Regions from separate parts of the Sus scrofa genome. Here region 2 is linked to region 1. A link is a contact called in public Hi-C data. All regions are on one chromosome and are shown on one strand. The core of a region is the stretch at or near the end of the contact, and the rest is flanking DNA. Distances in the headings are between cores, read along the strand shown. Region 1 has its middle 21 kb from the start of AMIGO1. Region 2 holds the start of C4H1orf194.

Region 1 (2,700 bases), core at 82-2,581:
CTCCGGGGCAGGGAGTTGGAGGGCTGGGACTGACGCCCACTGCCCAGGGTGGCAGACCCAGGCAGAGAGAGGGATGTGACAGACGCTGGGGTGCGGAGCTTCACGTGCAGGCCAGGTCCCCCTCACCAGTCTGGCCACCCCCACGGACACGCTTGTGGGGTCCGTACTTCTGCCGCCAGAGAAGGCGCTCTGGGTCAGGAGACTCCCCAGGGCCACTCGGCGGCCCCCCCTCCTCCAGGGCACAGATGCGTGGGCCCAGGTGGCTGCCAGCAGACGGCAGCTGGGGACGGGAGTGGAAGTGGTGCCCTCAGGAAACAGGCCACACTCTCACCCCAGCCAGCTCCACGGCCTAATTAGAGACCGGAACGGGCATTGATCGTCCCTGAGCTCATTATGTCACAGCTGGGGAACAGCTGGCCAGTTTTTTCCAGGCCATTAGCTGCGCCATGAAGTGGAGAGAGGGAGGGGGCGTGTGAGCAGGATCAATACCCCGTCTGTCTGCAGAGGAAGCGCCTAGGGGCTGCCTCCTTCTGTGCTCAGGGCCACGCTTCCCTCCCTGCTGCCGGCCTGGAGCCCAGCTCCTCGGAATTCACACACAAAAGCCGCCTGCCTGGAGACTGGAGAGGCAGGCTTTGACTCTGACTTCTGGGCTGGCCCTGATCTGGCCGCGGGGGGCGGGGGTGCCTGAGTCTTCTCTCTCCAGGGATTAGAAGGGCAGGAAAGAGGTTCAGGTCACCCATGTGGGTCTCCGAAGGGACCTTAAAAGTCCGGCTCCTCCCATATCCACAGCAAGATGACACCTAAGGCGGCTGTTTCTGCTGCCCCCAGCCCAAGGCCCACCTCTCTGTGTCCCAGGGGGCTCGGTGGCTCAGTGGGTTTGGTTTCCTGTGGGCCGGGTGCTGGCAGGGGGGTGTTCTGACCTCTGGGAAGGGTGGGCCGTGGAAGGAGGGAGGGAAGAAATGGTAGTTTTTCTCCCCCTCCCGGGCCCCCAGGAAGAACACCGCTCTCGGGGCCTGACCCAGGAGGCCCACAGTCAGAGGGGAGTTCGGCTTTATTTCATGAACTGGCCTTTCACTTACTGAGCAAGGAAGTGTCTAGACCTCCAAAGTACCCCTAGGCCACACTGGTTGGTTTACAGAGAGAGAAAGCAAACTCTCAAAAGCCTTGAGCTCTCTATGCCTGGCTGACTGTTATTCGGCTTTGCTTTAGTTCTCTCGGTTCCTTTCCTGTTTGTTCTAAGGCAGCCCTGGGGTCTCTCAGTTCACATGTCCTCAGGCCACCAGTTGAGTTGTGGGAACCGCTGGGCTCCACCCCCACCCGACGCCACGCCCCACCCCCAGCACCAGCACAGGTCCAGCTACTGGCTTTCCAGGTTGTTTCCCTGCTCTGCTGAACAGGCCAGTTGGTGCAGTGGCCTCTGCTCCCCAGATGGCCTGCTGTTACCTCTGTTTCCAGAATCAGCAGTGAATTGAGCCTGGGAGTCACAAGGCCTGCGTTCCGGACTTGAGTTCTTCTAGGCTCAGCTCCAGCCCTAAAGAGCCGGCAGGCTGGTTGAACTACAAGAGCATAAAGGGCAGAGGGCCTGGAAAATGTGTGTCTCTGGTGATGGGTGAGGAAACCGTGCCCCCAGGGATCAGAAGCAATTTGCTCAAGGACACCCAGCTGGGGAGAGCAGATTTGAGAGCCGGTTTGCTAACTCCCCGGTGGTCAGTGCTGGTTCTACTCAGGCCCCAACCCCACCCATCCACCCCCAGCCTGGCCCTGGCCCCAGGGCCTTGGCTGTAAGTTCCCAAACTACTGATTAAAATCAGATGGATCACCCTTGACCCATCCGGTATGTCCCAGCAAATCCAACAAATGAATCCCTAACAAATCCAAAGTGCACTTGCTTCCTGAGGCCTCCCAGAACCAATCAGAATGTGCGGTGGTCACCACGGCTCCCAGAAGCAGCTCCCTCTCCCCTGAGCCTCCATCAGGTTGGGAGCAGCTGCTATCAAGGGATCCGATAGAGCGGAGACCAGCTGGGCTCTGCTGTGTCTGACGTTGATCCATCTGTCTGTCTGTCTGTCTGTCTGTCTGGGACCAAGAGGTGCTGAGGGCAGGGGGAGTGTGGTGATGACCTGGCTTTGCTGACCTTCCTCCAGCCTGATTCCCAGGGAGGAGTGAACTGAAAGAAGGGAACCGAAGATAGTCCTCCTCCTTCTGCTGGCGTTATGAGGGAAAGAATGTCCACATAGACTCGAAGAGGACACGGCAACTGGCCTCAGAGTCAGAGCAGGCCCGTGAATGAGTTCCTGGGACCAGCAGGATGGCCTCCTCCTCAATGGCTTCTTTGATTCCAGAACAGGGAGTGACAGCAGGGGCCAAGATGCTGAACCTGCGTGGTTCTAGCTGGAACAAGAGGTAGGGGGTGCCCACACCACCTGGAGAGGGAACCCCAGCACAGGGGATCTTGTGACTGGCTCTCTGAGAAGCCCAGGAATCAGCCCAGAAAGAGAGCACAAGATGTACCAATGCCAAACCACCTCTCTTCAGGGTGTCCGAGCCGAGGAGAGCCGTTGTTAGGGTCCTGGCTGGGTGTCCCCTCGATGCCATTTATCCGCCCTGTGGACTGGGCCAGGTCCTGGTCTCTCTGATCCTTAGGCCTTCCTGATCTGTGACGAGGGGCAGGGAGCAATTTTTGCTTCACAGGCTGCTGCA
Region 2 (2,700 bases), core at 150-2,649, 350 kb after region 1:
CTCCCCTGCAGTTCTTGTAAATATGCTGTTGCTGCCTCTACCATATGGTTTAAAAAAGTTACTCAGAGCAAACCAATTATTATTCCAATACCACAGAAACTGTTTTTTTGCTCTTTAATGCCTTTTTGTATCCCTCCAAAAGAATGTTCAAAAGGCAGTTTGGCTTGGGAAGACATTCAGTACTTATTCTCTGAATCATGTTAGCAAAACTTTAGAAACACCTTGAAAAAGGCTTACGACATATGTAAGCAAAAGTCCAGAGAAAGGAAGTAGACATTGGCAGAATGTGAGATATTAGAGCTGAAAGTCTGGTCAAAGGTGGATCATACACTGTCAGGTACATTAAAGAAAGTGTGTATGGGGGGGGGGGCGCAAACTATAAAAAAAGATCCACGTTTAGGAGCCAGCAAGGTAACAGGATGTTTCATACCCAGGGGAGAGAGGAGATGGGGTCCCTCTCAACGACCTCCCACCTTCATACTGCTTTTTTAAAGCCATGATCAAACCACAAGGACTCCCATGTCCATCCACTGTTTTCTGCCGGCCTTCCAAACTCGTCTTACCCCACTTCTCTCTTTTCCCACTTTCTATTTTGCCCCTCTATACATCATCTTTTTGTTTTCAATCACTTTAAAGGTAATGTCATTGCAGCTGGGAAAAGTCCATGTCTTCTTCCCTCATTTCCGAGTCCAGGGACTCAGTTCCCTCCTGAGCTCCTTGGAGCTGGGACCTTTCCCCTGAGCTCAGCAGCCCAAGCTGTGAGGATGATCTATTCTGTGAGTCCTCTAGTGGGTTGGCCTCTCCATGACGCCAGTCTGCTCCTCTTCCCCCCACCCCCGCGCCTTATCCCCAAAGAAACCTAAACTCCGTGGCCTCTGAAACTGTCCGTGCTCAGATCCCAAGGTCTCCGCCAGGATCCAATATTTTGTCGACCCAAGTGGGGTCGGCCGGGGAGGACAGTACCTCTTTGCAGGCGTGAAGCTCCAGTCCCGCTCCCTGAGTCACCTGGAAGGCGGTCCCAACCCAGAGCAGCAGCCGCAGAAGCCGGAGTGTGCGCCGCTCAGTTCTTCCCCTGCCTCTGGCAGAGGGATGGAGGCTGTGCCCAGGCTCAGCCATAGTGTTGTTCTGAGCGAGCGGCAGCAGCGGCTCAGGTGCTGCGTCTGTAGCTACTGAAGGCGGAAAAAAAGGGGAGGGAGGTTCACAGGGGGAGGATGCAAGGGGCTGGGCTCGCTTCAGTCACCTCCCTGCGGCTACGCCAAGGCCGCCCATCCTTCCTCCTCCCTCCTTCCTCTTCTCCTCCTATCCACGTCGCCTTGGCAACCGCCTCCTCTTTGCCTCCGCGCGGGTGGGGCAGGGACCACGCGCTCCTCTGCCGCTCACCTGCCGGTCGCCATAGCAGCCGCCGCCGCTGGCGCGCGCGGCGTGAAAATGCACGCGCCCAGGATCTGCAACGGGCCCAACAGGCGCGCACAGGGCTCGTGTAAAGAACGCGGTGGAAACCACCTCCAAACCGTCGCCATCTAATTCATTATTTCGGGCCATCGACTACTTATGAGCATCTCTAATTTTGCAGACGTGGCACTTGATAAATCCTTATTAAGCACTTCTGTGCGAAGTGATAAATGATTGAGATGCCGCCTCTCCTCCAAAGGTTATAGCCTAAAAGAGTGACCCCGGTACCGCAACAGCCACTTCTAGAGATCTTCTTTCTTCTTTCTCTCTCTTTCTTTCCTTCTTTCCTCTCTTGTTTTGCCGCAGCGGCGGCTTGTGGAAGTTCCCGGGCCAGGGAACGAACCTGCGCCACAGAAGCGACCTGGACCCCTGCAGTGACAACGCCAGATCCTTAACCCACTGTGCCACAAGTGCACTCCTGGAGACCTTACTTTTATCCCGTCAAACCTATCCGTGCCTTGACAACAGGCTCTATGTGAAGCCCTGAGGCTCGCGTAGTTAAATAGAGTTAAAGCAAGGAAAGTTTGCTTTAGCTAGCAATTTTCCAAGCACAGCAACTGGATTCTTCTGTCTCTTGACATCCTCATTCTCTCATAGCTTTGAGAAATCCTTTTGTTAGATGCCAGAGAGAAGAACATTTCTGGGGCATCTTTTAGGAATTTTTTCCACAACTGAAATCTTTTGCAGAAGACCCGTACAATGGGACGTCGACGTTTTTCACCGAAGACTCAGGATTGCAAATCCAGCGCTCCTTGGCATACTCTGCGGTGCTTCACGCTGTATTCCTGATAGTTTCTTCCGAGGGGCCTCCCGCGTTGGACCGCCAGGTGGCGCCCTTCTCCGAGGGACTTCACCTCAGTCGCAGGGGGCGGGGCTGTTGCCTGGCAACTGAAATCGGGCGTTCCAAACAATTGGGACCCGCGATTCTCCGCGCGCGAAGGTGTGTGCGGCTGCGCGGGCCTCTCGTCCCTCTAAAGAGCGTCTCGCTCGGCATTTTACCATGCCTCTCACCCGAGACCCTTTCCAGCATTCCACTTTGGATAACGATGATTCCTACTTGGGAAAAATACGGGCTTCCAAGGTACTGAGGTTTCTTGCACATATTCCCCGCAGTGTCGACGGCATTCTTTTTTCTGTCAGCGTGACGGGAAGAGATAGTAACTTAACCGGGCTCTGGTGAGGACGGTGAGTTAGGGACCGGATAAGTCCGCCTTCTGCCTGCCTCCATGTTCCCATGTTCAGGTCTGA

The links. Hi-C and Micro-C count contacts between places; a contact is called where the count stands out from the background.
Region 2: a Hi-C map of epiblast stem cells shows a contact between it and region 1, with 2.6 times the contacts expected there. The contact joins the promoter of C4H1orf194 here to the enhancer-like site in region 1. A contact is called at or near these places in 1 of 5 promoter capture datasets (fetal liver) and 3 of 47 Hi-C or Micro-C datasets (epiblast stem cells, fetal heart ventricle and undifferentiated spermatogonia).

The regions. Positions count from the first base shown.
Region 1 is chr4:110,598,475-110,601,174 of Sscrofa11.1, forward strand. No RefSeq gene overlaps it. Among named protein-coding and RNA genes, the nearest start is that of AMIGO1, 21 kb to the right of the region's middle. Within about 2 kb of position 1,332, at least 33 of the 83 cell types and tissues checked have an H3K27ac peak or open chromatin away from gene starts, as enhancers often do. A contact at or near this core is called in epiblast stem cells and fetal liver, where this site is marked.
Region 2 is chr4:110,952,791-110,955,490 of Sscrofa11.1, forward strand. C4H1orf194 reads left to right here and starts at 1,400. Exons shown (of 4, transcript XM_021090091.1): 1 at 1,400-2,533. The coding sequence starts at 2,453. It overlaps KIAA1324 (UPF0577 protein KIAA1324 homolog), which reads right to left and starts at 1,302. Exons shown (of 22, transcript XM_013997295.2): 1 at 964-1,302. The coding sequence starts at 1,116.